2 separate regions of the Zea mays genome follow, and region 2 is linked to region 1. A link is a contact called in public Hi-C data. All regions are on one chromosome and are shown on one strand. Each heading gives the region's core, a stretch centred on a gene start, on an enhancer-like site or on the middle of the called end of the contact. The rest is flanking DNA. Distances are from core to core; before and after follow the strand shown.

Evidence for each region. Hi-C and Micro-C count contacts between places; a contact is called where the count stands out from the background.
Region 2: a contact with region 1 is called in a Hi-C map of endosperm, with 2.3 times the contacts expected there. The contact joins the promoter of LOC100216585 here to the promoter of sfp4 in region 1. A contact is called at or near these places in 2 of 25 Hi-C or Micro-C datasets (ear and endosperm).

The regions. Positions count from the first base shown.
Region 1 is chr1:12,442,942-12,450,377 of Zm-B73-REFERENCE-NAM-5.0, forward strand. It overlaps sfp4 (sulfate transporter4), which reads right to left and starts at 4,733. Exons shown (of 10, transcript NM_001147642.1): 1 at 4,249-4,733; 2 at 3,890-4,097; 3 at 3,468-3,639; 4 at 3,067-3,132; 5 at 1,183-1,296; 6 at 874-990; 7 at 144-748; 8 at 1-55. The coding sequence starts at 4,576.
Region 2 is chr1:12,613,712-12,621,147 of Zm-B73-REFERENCE-NAM-5.0, forward strand. It overlaps LOC100216585, which reads left to right and starts at 3,453. Exons shown (of 7, transcript NM_001326534.1): 1 at 3,453-3,663; 2 at 5,566-5,677; 3 at 5,768-5,862; 4 at 5,979-6,093; 5 at 6,214-6,338; 6 at 6,701-6,771; 7 at 6,918-7,195. The coding sequence starts at 3,646. The coding sequence ends at 6,978.

The DNA of each region.
Region 1 (7,436 bases), core at 3,483-5,982:
CATCTCGCCCTGGCTCTTGGTGCGCTCCTCCTCGTCGTCGATCCACCGCGAGATCCTGCTCAACAAACCAACACAACACGTCAACACCGGAGACGGTCCAGACGGAGCAGCGTCTCAATTGCTCAACCAACACAACACGTCACCTCTCTCGCAGGTAGCTGGCGTTGGCGAAGTAGACGGGCGCGTCGACGCGCAGCACGAGCACGCCGGGCACCGTCTGCGCGGCGGCGTACTGGTCCATCCTCCGGTACACCATGGTGCCGGGGATGTTGCCGAGCACCGTGGTCCTGGGCCGGGCGACGAACAGCAGGACGCGGAGCAGGGAGACGGCGACGGCGACGACCAGGCCGACCTCGACGCTGCCGAAGACGACGCCCAGGTACGCGCCGGCGCAGACGCAGAAGTCGACCTTGTCGACGCGCCACAGGTGCAGCGCGGCCCCGAAGTCGACCAGGCCCAGCATCGCGGAGACGATGATCGCCGACAGCACCACCAGCGGCGTGTAGTGGAACAGCGGCGTCAGGAACAGCAGCGTGACCATCACCGCCAGCGACATGACCACGTTCGACATGGCCGTCCTGCACCCGGCGTTGTAGTTCACGGCGGAGCGCGAGAAGGGCCCCGTGGTCAGGTAGCACGACGTGAGCGAGCCCAGGACGTTCATCGTCCCGATCGCGATCATCTCCTTGTTGCCGTCGATGTGGTAGTTCTTGAACATGGCGAAGCTCCTCCCCACGGCGATGCCTTCCTGCACGCACGCACGCACGCACGCATTGCACACAGTGAGTGACACGTTTAATCCCCCAGTCTTACGGCGATCGAGTGACTGGGAGAAAGGAAGGAAGCAGGGTGTGGTGATTAAAGGAGCCTTACGGCGAGGGCAATGACGCCGGTGATGATCCCAGTCTTGAGCGCGAGCATCATGTAGGGCGGTGAGAATTGCAGGCTTGTCACCGACGGTGGATTCAGGCCTTTCTTCAGGTAACCGATCTATAAATGACGACGTAGGGAGAAGAAAATTTTTCATAAATCAGTACTAACCATTTTGTGTTTTTGTTTTTTGCTGTCTGCTCATGCATTGCATTTCTTTTATTATTTTTTTGCCGACAACGGCGTGATGCCTGTATAGTTGTATTGCATTTGCATCAGACAAGCAGAGTTGACAAGCCCAGCTATTCTCACCACTTCGATGCCGTGGTTTTCAGCGTGCGTGAGGTACACCAGAACGCTCCCGAGCACGACGGACGTCAACGGCGCCGCCGCGGAGATCCAGAACAGCTTGGGACGCCTCTTGCTCTGTAAAAAAAAAAAACAAATTATTAGCATCTAAAACTACACCGGCTTTGAAACGTGAAGCTCAGTCAGCCAGCTCTCGCGATTAATGTTTTCAGCGGGAAATTAAGCTGCGATCGATTGCGCCAAGAGAAACAAAGGCGATCGATTGAGAAACTACTGCTACGAGCCAAGGAAGTTTGGTTGGTGGATCTTGGCCTCTTGCAATTATTGCATATTCTTTTTTTTTTCTTCTCAACACTAGCCATGAAGCGGTATATCGTCCTATCACTTTCCGGAGTAGTATGAAATGAATGAAACAGATGATCAGTGACGACGCTTAGTCAGAACACAGAAAGCTCTCTCTGGCCTAAACCCAAAGCTGAAGCCGATACGTCTCTGGTGCAATCATGCGACGCACGGCCGGGGACGCCACGCTGATCGAGCTCTCTCTAATTAATCCGGAACAGTGATCGTGCACGTACGAGTCGCCATCATTAGCATCTTGAACACGACAAGGCCGGGGATGCTTTTGTTTCCCCGACGCAAACGCACAGCGAGACCACAAAAAAAGAGGCCGAATTATATGGACTCTAATTAGTAACGTGATGCATGCTACTACCATATCCGACGCGAATATATGTTAGGGAGATGTGTGAGTCCGATCGACGTGCATAGAGAAAAGCCAAAGCTGTGGGCAGGCAGATCGATGCATCGCCGATCTGTACGCTAGCTAGCGCGCTACACAAATTGTCGTGTTTACGGTGTCGACAATAGCCATTATTGTCGTGTCGTGTCGCCCCCATCAGATTGGGTGGGTGTCACCGTGTCACGAGATCCCTTCATCATACGTCAGTGGCGGACCTAGCTTTTTATATAGGGTGTGGCACAACAATTTTTTATATACAATTTTGTATAATCAGTGTTGGTATACTAGGACGAATTAGCGTTACTGCTTAAAATAATCATAATTTAAACCATAAATTTCCATTATGATCAACATATACTACTACTCCAACCCCTAAATACACACGCAAAATCTATAGGGGCTGGACCTTGGTGGGCTGGCTTAGGGTGTGCCAGGGCCCACCTAGAACACCATGTAGGTCCGCCACATACGTGCGTTTCGCCTCCAAGAGTCCAAGTCATCATGGGCCGACGCCGATGACAAAAACTTGTCTGCCTTTGTTGCGTCTATCTCTAGCAGTCACGGATTCACTAGGCTCTAGCCCTAACAAACAAAAAAAAGAACACGTTTACCACTTGTTTATCTCATCCGTAACAAGTTTCTATATCTCGTCCCCCTAAAGTTGTGAGGCCAGCCAAAATGGGCAGGCTGTCTATCTATCTCCGGTCACCATCCGAGTACAAGTGCGGCGTTACGTCATGGTCGTCAATTATGCAGAGATGACGGACCAAAGGTTCCAGCATATCGTCCCTCTGCTTGCGAATAGTTTTACTCCTTTTTTAGTATGATTGGACGGGCCTTTTCGCAGAGATTCTCGTGCCTTAACCTTTTCGATTAGCGGTACCGAGTAGATAGATCCCTCGCGCTTTTATATGGTTTATTTGCTCCGTATCTAAAGTGCAAAATTATACTACCTCTGATCTTTTTTACTTTGTCGTTTGTTAGTGTTAAATTCATCTATCCAGCGACAAGTAAAAAGGAACGGAGGAACTATCATTATTGTTACTCTAATAAGAAGTGCGTGTTTACGGTGGGTGTAGAATTTGCTCTTAGAGCTGAGAGTGAGTGAGATGAAAGAAATAAGGAACAAAAAGAAAAAGACTTACGATGAAGCGGGTGACGAGGAGGAAGAAGAGGAAGCCGCAGCCGAGCAGGACGCTCTCCCACCGCCACTGCAACAATCCAAAACCCACCCAACGCGTCAGCAGGACTCATCAGGATATATTCATTAGTTTAGTTGGCGTAGAATAGAATAATGAGCTAGCTAGCATCCGGAATTCTCGATAACGACGGGACCAAAAAAAATCAACATGGTGTCGCTCGCCCGTGACATGGAACCCTGCAGCAAGCTACATATGCAAGCAGAGGGCGGGCATTCATGTCGCTGTCGCCGCTGCAGGTCCCTGTGGCAGCCCTGGCGTTGCCGGAGTCGCACGCAACGCGACGTAGTACAACCTTGCTGCAGGGGCAGGGAGCGAGCTCCAGAGCTCCAGAGGGTAGTGCGTACCTGGTGTGTCTGGCTGAAGACGGATTCCATGACGGAGACGACGTCGGTGGAGGTGGTGAAGTGGACGAGGCCCAGCATGCCCTTCAGCTGCTGCAGGCACACCACCGTCGCCGCGCCGGCCATGAACCCCACGATCGTCGCGTGCGACAGCAGGTCCACGATGAAGCCCAACCTAGAACCACATTCTAGATTGTTAGCCGGCCGGCACTCGTTTAAGACTAGACTCTCACACTCTCATTTATTTTCACCCCTAGCTAAAAAAATCCGGGTCTTCCAGTAGAAACTGACAAGTTAGCTACTGCCTACTGCACTGCTTTTGTCCTTCTTTTTCTTACCAACTACGTACTCCTACTGCTTTTGCATTGGGACGGAGGGGCCGGAGCTGGAGATGCTTAATCCATGAGAGCTAGCAGCATGCGTACCTGAGGAGGCCGAGCGAGGCCTGGAAGACGCCGGCGAAGAAGGTGGCGGTGAAGGCGAGGTGCAGGTAGAGCACGGGGTTCTCCGTCGGCGACACCTCGCTGCCGAGCATGGAGCTGATGAGCAGCGACGCCACCGCCACCGTCCCCACCGCCAGGTCCTTGGAGCTCCCCATCAGCGCGTACACCAGCGGCGGCACGAAGCTCGAGTCTGCAGATCGAGAGCGCAGCCGCACGTTAGCGTACACAAGCAAGCAATGCATGGCGCCTGGAAATGATGAAAGTGAACCTGGAAGAACAGAGAGTGCTGTGCGCGCTGTATTCGTATTTCGTAGTAACGGTAGGCGATCGAGGCGGCTTACAGAGTCCGAGCACGGGCGGCAGGTTGGCGAGCTTGGCGTAGCTGATGCCCTGCGGGATGGCGAGGCTGGCGATGGTGATGCCGGCGATCAGGTCGGACTTGAAGGTGGACAGCGCGTAGGCCGGCGCCCACTCGAGGAACGGGAAGAAGTAGCGCAGCGCGGCCACGGTCCGCCGCCCGGCCCCGCGCTCCCGCACCACCCCGCGGAACGGGTCGTCCGGGAAGAAGGTCTCCTTGAGGTTCCCGCGGAACGTGTCCAGGAACGGCCGCGCCGGCGGCACCGGCACCCGCACCGACCCCGCGCCGTTCGCATCCGCGCTGCCGCCCATGGGGCTGGTTTCTTCGTTTGCTGCTGCTGCTGCGCGCGAGGAAGCAGCAGTATAGCTAGCTCTTCTTCTTCCTCGCTCGCTCGCGCGCTAGTTCGACTCGACTCGGCTGCAGAGCGACTAGCTCTCCGTCAGGTGCCTGTCAGTTGCTGCGTTTCGGTGACCGGTGGTGGTGGTGTCTCGGCGAGGCGTTCGGTGCGGTTATATATAGGCGGCTGGGCTCTGGAGGAGGCGACGACCGGCAAGTGGCGGCTCGGCTCGGGTGGCCGGGTGGGAGTGGGAGCCGGGAGGGGCCCGGGCCGGATGCCGCGTCACTTGCTCGAGCGGGCGTGTCCGGCGACGGTTTCGTACGCGTGGGCGCTCGTCGCTGCCGGGCCCCGCTCGTCAGCGAGCCGGTAAGTGGCCCGGCCTCAGGTGGGCGCACGTGGAAGCGGAAGGAAGTGGGCGGCTGTATGCATCCTTCTCCTCAGTTCGTGCGGGTTGGCGCCGCTGTCGACGGCCACGCCGGGCGTCGGCACGAGGAGGCAGGAGGCTCAGATCCGGTTCGGTCGGGTGTCGCGGCCGGGGGGATATCTTCGCGGCGCGCCGGCGCGCGGACGCGTCAGCTCAGCGGTTCGATGATCACTAACGAATATTCTGTACAACTGATCTCATCCTAACCGATGGGATTTCTTGACAATTAAGGTCTTGTTCGTTTGTATCGAATTGCACCTCGAATCGTTTCAGCTAATTAAAATTTATATAAATTAGAGAAGCAATTCGGCTAGGAATCGTTCCGACCCACTAATTCGGCACAAACGAACAAGGCCTAAAGTCCCGTTTAGAAGCAAGAATCCAGTTTCATCTCTATTTTTTTAGAAACCAGTTAATGGTAAAAAAACAGGTAACTGTTAGTATAAAGTGGTTTAGCTACCTTCTTGGTTTTTAATAGACTAGCAATTTAGTTTCTATATAAGCTTTGACATAAACTGTTATGTTTGAAACCACCTTAATTTTCATAAACTGGATTTTTAAAATCTGAATGCTTCCAAACAAACCTTAAACCATCCTGTATGCTTTTTTACATCGCACGTACACTCGCAAACGGGTCGAATAGAGTAGAATGCAATCAGAGACAAAGCCAAAAAGATTAGAAGAGAGATTGAACTAAACTAACCCACATGTGATATGTTAGCGGGTTTTTTATCGGGTGACGGGTATAAATTAAGAGAATATATCCGTGCCCATACCAATATATATATATATATATATAACAAATGACCCAATAAAATACTCATAGGAAATTGCCATATCTATACTATAATTGAATTTTATCCATCAGATGGATATCCATTTTCGGGTACTCGTTGCGATCCCCTCGTGATGTTTCCTGATTCGGGAGTTGCCGATACCAGGTAGCCTACCTCGTGCGGATCCTAGGATTTTGGAACTTTGGTACCGTGACGACATCCGCCTAACATAATGATCCAGCGGGGAGAGAGCGTGACGTGCTGGTGCTAGAGACTACTACATATAGCGTGTTGTTGCCGCCGGTGTTTGTGTCTCACAGCTTAAATCTGATTGATCCTCGTGCCAATTTCTGGTTCGGTTATAGTAACTCGATCGGACACGCACACATATGCTATACTTCTGCCCAACCGTGCGCACGAGCACAGGTCCGTGTAAACAGATACAGAATGCTTATACCTGGAGCGTACACGCCCATGCGTAGCTGAGCTCTGGTGACGTTGCGTCCGTCAGCTAGCACACGCTTTTACCTGGAGCGTACACGCCCATGCGTAGCTGAGCTCTAGGGTAAAAGAACACGTGTTGATGGGTATATTTATATTCGTATCCGTACGAAAGATGCTAAATTTGATCCATGATCATTGACACAAGTTGTTCTCTCTGTACAATATTGGTGGTCATGCTAAAATGAACAGCCACGCATACCTTACTCACACACCCGTAGTTCTTCTGTCTCGTGCATGATTTATGCCTGCCTTGATGTTTTCCATATTTTTCCTTACTGTTATTCAATATAAAATTAAATTATAACGCCGTTTAATTAAATTCTACACGATCGTCTCTTTCCGTACTTGAATATGTACTGTATCTTTATTTTTTATATGTCTTTTGTTTATATCTATGCCATAGCAATCTAGACGATCAACGTCGTAGTTTTTCACACATAGAAGTAAAAAAAAGACATGGCTTTTTAGTTTTATTTATAGTAATTAACTTTTTTTATTTATGTGTCTTCCGAATATATAGAAGTCAAATTATTAGCTTTCAAACTTACAATGTTAAATTTATTAGATATTTCATAGTTATAATTTACATGGACTATTTGAGTAGGTATCTTTTTATTTCCAATTCATTTGGAGATCAAAATTACTTTCTCAGCCTTTTGTTCAAATTTTGTCTTTGATAACTCTATTTTTGTCTGGGACACATTATTTAGTTATTTTCTTTTTAAACTTGTACAGAAATCAAATTGTTTTTTTCTTATTTTTTTCATAAATTTAGTACACCATTTATTCTAATTATAGATCAGTATGACCTTTTTTTAACACATAGCTGTTACAATTGTCTAACCTTTATATAGGTACATAGCAAATGTACATAGAAAAGCCAAAACGATATATAATTAAAGACTGAGAAAGTATTTATTAATTATATTAGCCATTAACTCTTCAATTTAATATAATTTGGACCATCATAAAGTCTAACAATGCATGTTTTATTTTTAAGTTTTGATTAATGTGAAAATTTCTTGATTTTCTCTGCAAACACGATAGCTTTTTTTAACACTGTTGTAAATAGATAGATTTTAATTCTGAATTTCACTACATCTTGACTTTTACATGAACAACACAAAACG
Region 2 (7,436 bases), core at 2,203-4,702, 170 kb after region 1:
GCCCATGTTTAAATGGTAAAAAAGTTAAAGTTATGGACAAATGAAGATTTGATCCATGATTGTTGGCTCTAAATCCATATTCACACCCACCTAACTAATAGAACATACATGTATTTATGTTTTATACTTTATACTCAAGCATAATAGAGATATTCTAACCATAGTTGTTGGTTCCAAATACATATACACCCACCTAGCCTACAAAACACATGTTTTTATGATTTATATTCAAGCATAATATAAATATAGTTAGTTGCTTGTGCACCACTATGATCTCTATATAATATACAATTTCTTTATACAACACAAACCAACATGAGTTACAGTGGTTAGATGTGAGTGTTCTCTTGCTAGAGATCATGGTTTGAATTCTCGTAGCTACACTTTTTTTTATATTTCGCGGTGTGTGGGGAACCCTGGGAAAGGGGGCCGACACACGACGAAACCCCTAGTTTATATATATTAGTAAGTTTTTTATGAAAAAGAGAAAAAAACAAAACCTGTTCGTGCTAGATGTAGCCTGATGTGTCGTACATAAGGCGCAGACACGACATGATGATCGAGTCCAGTGGACAACGGAGGCCTAGTATCCACCATGCAACAACCTAAGGCCTAGACACGACACGGCGATCGAGCGGGGTCGGTATGAGCCTGGTGGATAACGGGTCGAGCCATGCTTGGGTCAAGCTACACCGTCCTAGGGCACACGAGGACTCCGCCGCCACCATCCTCGCAAGCCGCTCGGGAATTTTGGATGCTTACTCTGATGCGGCAAGATGGAGAGGGGAAGAATAAGGGGGTGGCGACAGCTAGTGTTTGGTGCCGTCCTAGCCACCTCACATGAGACGACACTGGATTAGAATTTTGGTTTATCACTTGGCATACAAAATACATTTATGTCGGTTACATGGTAGACGTTTTGAAATTGGACACAACAGCTAGCTCAAATGAAACATGAATCATTGTAATTGTTTGGAACGTGTTTGAACAACTATCCCACCGAAACAAATTATATCTATATGGTATATGGAAACCATATATAGCAACTTACAGGCACCTATATTCGCTGAGGAATTTATGAATTAAACTAAAAAATTAAATCGCCTAGCTAAGTTCATAACAATACAGAGTACGTACTGTGAAAGTACATGTACAACAATACACGACCTACCCCGCATGCATGCATGTAGCATGTACGGGGAAGCCAAACAGTGGACGAGGGCACGTGCGCGTGCGTACGTGCATGCACTGTACCGCAGCGTGTGAGATGACGCGACGACGGTACAACAAGCTAGTTTGGCCGGTGTCTGCCGCCGCGCGCACGCATAGCGCATGACACTGCACAGCATGCTACTCTCTGCACTCCACTCCACGTCTCCACGCACGTACATGTACAGCTAGCAGCAGCTAGGGGCAGCACCGCAGCAGTACGTATAGCAAGCATACCGCAAGTCGGCCGGCCGGGCACGGCACGCACTCTCGACGAACTGGACTGCGCATGGCCACCATGCATATGGATATGGGCAGTAGTGTGCACGCACGCACGCATGCGTCCACGTCCAATGTGTTCCATCGATTTTGACCACACCCTCTATCCCGTCTTCTCCTAGGCGGACAGTGTTCATCGCGTACAACAACAACAACAACAACACCAACAAAAGCAATAAGTTGAGATCGGTCGTGGGCAGTGTTCATCGATCGTCATCCAAAGCTACTGGCTACTCCAGTCAGTGTCTCCAGTAATTACTGAGCTGCAACCACCGTACCATGCTCGAACCAGCCTTCCTAGGCCCAGATGGTCCACATGCAAGCGCGCGCGCGGACAGCAGCAGAGCACAGGCCAGGAAGATGGGGGTGAAGAAGACATGCACGGACGAGTCCTGACGCACGGCCCCTCCGTGCGTGCATGGTGCCCCTGCCCACTTGTCCATTGCCCAGACCCCAGCCCAGAGCCAGCCAGCCAGCCAGCCAGCCAGCCAGCCAGCCAGAGCGGGTAGCTCCGAATTCATGAACTTGTCGACGTCTCGCTCTCGACAACCATGGACCACCACCTGCATGCAATGCGAGAGCTTAGTACTATCCGTGTATATTAATTAACTTTGCCAGGACGGTGCTGCATGCGTACGGTGCTGCATGCGTGCGTGCGTACATGCATGCATTCCATCAGCAACGTTGTTCGTCGTCCAATCCAGTTTCCCGGTCGTCGTCGTATGGCTATCGGGAAAAAAAGAAGTCATTGTGCATGCATGTACGTACGTATATGTATGTCTCTGCGCTGTTTCATGACACATGCATGCCCAGGATCACCGTGCTGCGCGTATAGTACAGAACAAAGGACCCTTTTTTGTATTTATAGGGTCGTGCGCGAGATCATCACTAATACATATGAATCGTGCTTTATACAACTAGACGGAAGAAGTTGGAATGAATAGGCGCTAGAACAAAATTTGCTGCACAAGCCCGCGGTGAGAGAAAAGTCCGGTGACAGATTCAGAATATATATGCTATCAGCTATTGGGAGAAGTTTACGCGCATCAAACTTGGCCAAGAATCTCTGGACAAGGGACCTGCTACTGCAACTGCAAGGAGGAAGACAGAGGCGTACTAAAATACTTTTGCGCGGCATGTGGTCGCCGTGCCTCAGTAGAAATGACAGAAAGCATGGAAATGCCACCGCCCCCCCCCGTCCGTCCACACACAAGGGTCGAATCGAGGAGCTGTACTAGTACTGCTTGGCTGCTTGCTACAGCAGTCTGCAAGCAACCGCTGTTCTAAAAGAAAGGAAAGGAAAGGAACGAACCGCCCAAACGTGTGTAGGCCCGCCTTTTGCAGACTGGCTGGCCCGTCAAAGGCCTGTGGCACTACATGGTTTGGGCCTTCTTTTTTTTGTGTTGCTAGCCGCCGGGGTCAAGTTCCGTCTCTTTCTCCTTCCAATCCCCCCCCCCGCTAGTGTGTAGCGATTCTGCTTCGTGCTTACGTCATCGATGACCCATTCCCGGTGCAAGAACAAATGCGCCGTTGGCCTGGCCCGCATGACTTCGAGCTGATTATCGTGCGTGAGTCATGACCTGCCCGGGCGGAGGGAGGCGCGGCGCAACGGACTTCATGCTGCCACCCGCCGACCCGCACCTCACCGGCTCACCTACACCCTCCTCTTCGTTCGTCTCTTATCCATGCAATGCATCGTCTGACCTTGCCTTTTGTCTTTTACAAACACTGCCATCAGCAAATCATGCTATTTTTATGCCGTCACGTTTCATGCAGCTATGTGTAAATAAATAAAACGTATATAACGCATTTTAATCATAGATCCCCGACGCAACAACAATTGCAGCCACACCCCCGCGGAGCCATCACCTTTCACTCTAATTAGAAACATCGACCTGCTCAACCCACCGAGGAATATAGACTGTTTTTTTTTCTATGTGGAAATACCAAGTAGTAGTGCCAAACGCTAAAAGGGTATGCATCTTAATTGATGAGCTGTGAGGGTGCAATCTACAAGAGTGCGGGTTCGCGTTCAGTCCAAGCTGAACATAAACGCAACGCAAGGCCCCTCGACGCAGATACCGCGCTCAGGAGCATTCGAGAAGCCGAAGAAAATTCGAAGACGAGGACCAGCTACACTGCGGACGGACTTCGGGCATGGAGGGCCAGTTCCAGGTACCGGCAATTCTCTGTCCTAAATCCATTCCCGTGTTCTTGTTCTTATCCTCGTGAGGCATCGAGGAATCGGGCGCCAGGAAAAAAAAATCATTGCTCTATTTCGGGCGTGTTGTTGTTGTTGTTGTTGTTGTTGATGATGATGATGCTTGGCCCTGGATACATGGGACTTACAATCCCTCCCCCGCATACTCGAGATGTTGGAGACTGTCCGCGCCGAATTAAACTTAGATTTGATCCGTCCCTTTCGGTTAGTTGGTTTCCCGGTTAGGGATTCGAAGCATGCGATCCCTTTCGATTAGTTGGTTTCCCGGCTAGGGATTCGAAGCATGCGAAAGTCGGATCTTGGAATAAGACCAGCTCTTGAACATGTGTTCTCAGTTCTCACCCGAGAAATTACACCCTGTACGAGTAATCGAATACATAGAAGGTGCAGTGATAGCCTTCTAAGTTAAATGGTCGGAGTTATTGAAAATTGTGATTTGGTTATTATCACACAAAAATCTTCGCACGGCCGTTACCGTACACGCACAAGTCCTGTTTCTTGGGAAGTTGCAGTGATAGCATAAACGGCTTCTTCTATGGATTGAAGTGCAGCAGTCCTGCGGCTCTGCAGCCGAATAAGCCGTATAATTTAGAGAGCATTTGGTTCTCACGATTTTCACTTGGGTTACTTGTTCTAGTCTTTTATACTGTATATAATTTAGAGATCGTTTGGTTCTCACGAATAATGAGTATCCGGTTGACAGAACCGAACACAGCTAATTTTTTTTATCTTGGATATCGTGCTCCAAAGAAACTATCCACCGTTACGAAGCTCTGAGTGGATTGTCTCGGTTTACGTGCGTGGTTGGGATTCTTGTAATAACCAAACACGGCGCCGTTCCATCCCTGAGTGGATTGTCTCGGTTTACCTTAAAAGGCATCCTATTATGTCGTACAAGTACAACTATGTTTCTTGTGCTCAATTCAGACTAGGTCTGTCAATACCATAAGCATAAATCCCTGAGATCGATCCTAGTAGGTTAATGTCCTGTGTCCTCACTGCCAGATGAACACATGGATTGTAGCCTTGAACAGTGTGAGAATAGTAGCTCAATATGTATTTTGTAGTTTTAGTTGGGCCTTTTTTAAGGCAGCGAGAATGTTTGACGACCATTTGGGTCTTATGGGTGTTTGGTTCCTACCTCCTAAACTTTAGTCAAACTTTTAATTCCTAAACTGCCAAACAATATGACTAAAGGAGGCCTCTCAAATATAAATTCTAGAGACTAAAGGTTAGTTCCTAAAGTTTAGCAGGGTGACTAAAGAACGAAACACCCAATATGACTAAAGGAGGCCTCCCAATATGACGACTTTTAAAGCAAACTAGTAGAGTGCCCCGTGCCTCTGTGGCCCCCTGTGTTCCACAGCAAATATGATGGTTATTTCGTGTTATTACTAAGCTTTGTATAGTATTTCTTTTATAAGTCATATATCTCTGTGCTTGTTTTAGTTTTAGAATTGCGATTCATACAAAATGGGTTGCGATTTTATACTGCTTGGTCATGGCTCTTTTTTTCGGCAGCTACTTGGTGTTGTTTTGTTGGGTCCAACGTGGACTAGGTTCGTTCAGATTGTAGAAAGATATCAATGAAATCAATCCTAAGAGCTCAGTGTATTGAGCTGCCTTGGTTGAATTCTAGTGTTGACTGATCCAATATGCATAGCTCAATTTGTCCTATTCTCTTTTATGCACATGTCATAATTCTGCATTGGCTATGAGTTATGGCATCATAAATTTTGATGCATACATTTCACAACATGCTATTGGGTGGTCATGGTTCCTTTGTCTGAACATGCTTGTGCTTGCCATATTATGCATTCCGACATTATATCGTTGAATGGTTATTTCCATCATAGGTTGGCAAGGAGGAGGTCATCCAAGCATGGTACATGGACGACAGTGAAGAGGACCAGAGGCTTCCTCATCATCGTGAGCCCAAAGAATTCATTCCTCTCGACAAACTTTCCGGTTTGTACATGCCCTGCTCTAGTCCTGAGCCCATATGACATCTTCATATACTAACTGATGCTGAATGCTACTACCATCATGGACATCCAGAACTAGGAATATTAAGCTGGCGCCTAAATGCTGATGATTGGGAGAATGATGAGAACCTCAAGAAAATTCGTGAAGCCAGGGGTTACTCTTACATGGTTTGCTAATAAGTTTATTTTTGGGCACTTGTTGTTTTGTTACTCTACCTTGAGTAGCAAGGTCAATACCTATTCAAAGATTCAGACTAGTATGATAAGCATTTTTCCTTATGTAGGACATTTGTGATGTGTGCCCAGAGAAGTTGCCAAATTACGAGGCTAAGATAAAGAATTTCTTTGAAGAACACTTGCATACTGATGAAGAGATACGATATTGCCTTGAGGGTAGCGGTAGGTGCCTTTGTTTTGCATCTGGAGGCGTTTTTTTTGAAGACAGAAAATCTAATAGTCAGCAGGTTTTCTTTCTAGTTACTGTCGATGTTTAATCGTTTTTACACTTATGTTCTCAAGGCTACTTTGATGTGAGGGACCAAGATGATCAGTGGATCCGTGTAGCGGTAAAGAAAGGGGGCATGATCGTTTTGCCTGCAGGAATGTATCATCGCTTTACGTTGGATAGTGACAACTACATCAAGGTATCTTTGACTTCTTTCTCTGTTCACACTATGAGTTTTGTTCTTTTTAACTCTGGTAATTGTTGATTAGATGATGATACCTTTTCTTTGTGAAGCCGTTTATGCCATTCATTTACTCTTGATTTAGTCGGCTACACTTATTTTAAGTGGAAGGTAGTAGTTCCTGTTTAGTTTTAGACTTTTAGAGGGCGTTTATCTTGTCCCTGTCGTGTGATTGTGTGATTGTGCGTGTTATATCATCTTTGCAAATTTTGGCGTTCAGTCTTCTGTTACTTTCTTGTCTTAAGTCTTCTGTAAACAAGAACCAGCTAAATAACGACGCTGCTGCATTGTGGATTTTTTTTCCTGCTATGATTCCTCAGGCAATGCGTCTATTTGTGGGTGAGCCTGTCTGGACACCATACAATCGTCCGCATGACCATCTCCCGGCTAGGTATGATCCTGCGTCTGAAGCCTAAAGCTGGACTGCTGGAGCATTGTTGTGTCCCATTCTCTCTTTCTTGGATTCTCTCGCTTCCACTTTCGTTATTCTCTGGTTCCTGTTGGCTTTAACAAAACGGAACATTCGCATGGTTTCAGGAAGGAGTACGTCGAGAAAATCATCAACCGAGGTGGAAACCAAGCCGTCGAAGCTCGTTGAGCGTGTCCACTCTACATGTCCTCCTGCCGTCTCAGCCTCTTGTGTTTTACACCCTACAACTCCTAGTACCGCCGAATAAGATTTGCTATCTGCAATGTGCTCATGCCACCGCTGTGTGTGCCAGTTAACAGTTTGCACGAAACCCTAGATATTTTGTTATACGAATGAATGACATGTGGTGTTTGATAAATGATGAAACGATGATGGTTCAAATCAACCCACCTGTCTTTCACAAGTTCGATGAAACGTTGCGCGCAATGGTTGTTTACTGAAAAGGATGCCTCTAACCAGCCGTCAGTCTGACTGGATGTCGTGGATCAACTGCCGACCAACATCTTGTCTGCGCTCGTGCCGCGTGAGTAACTGCTGTCGTTCTCACTGAGGGCGAGCAGGGCCTTGGTAATGATGTACTGTTTCACAGTAACAGTTCTGTTGATCACCGAAAGGTTTGTGCAGGT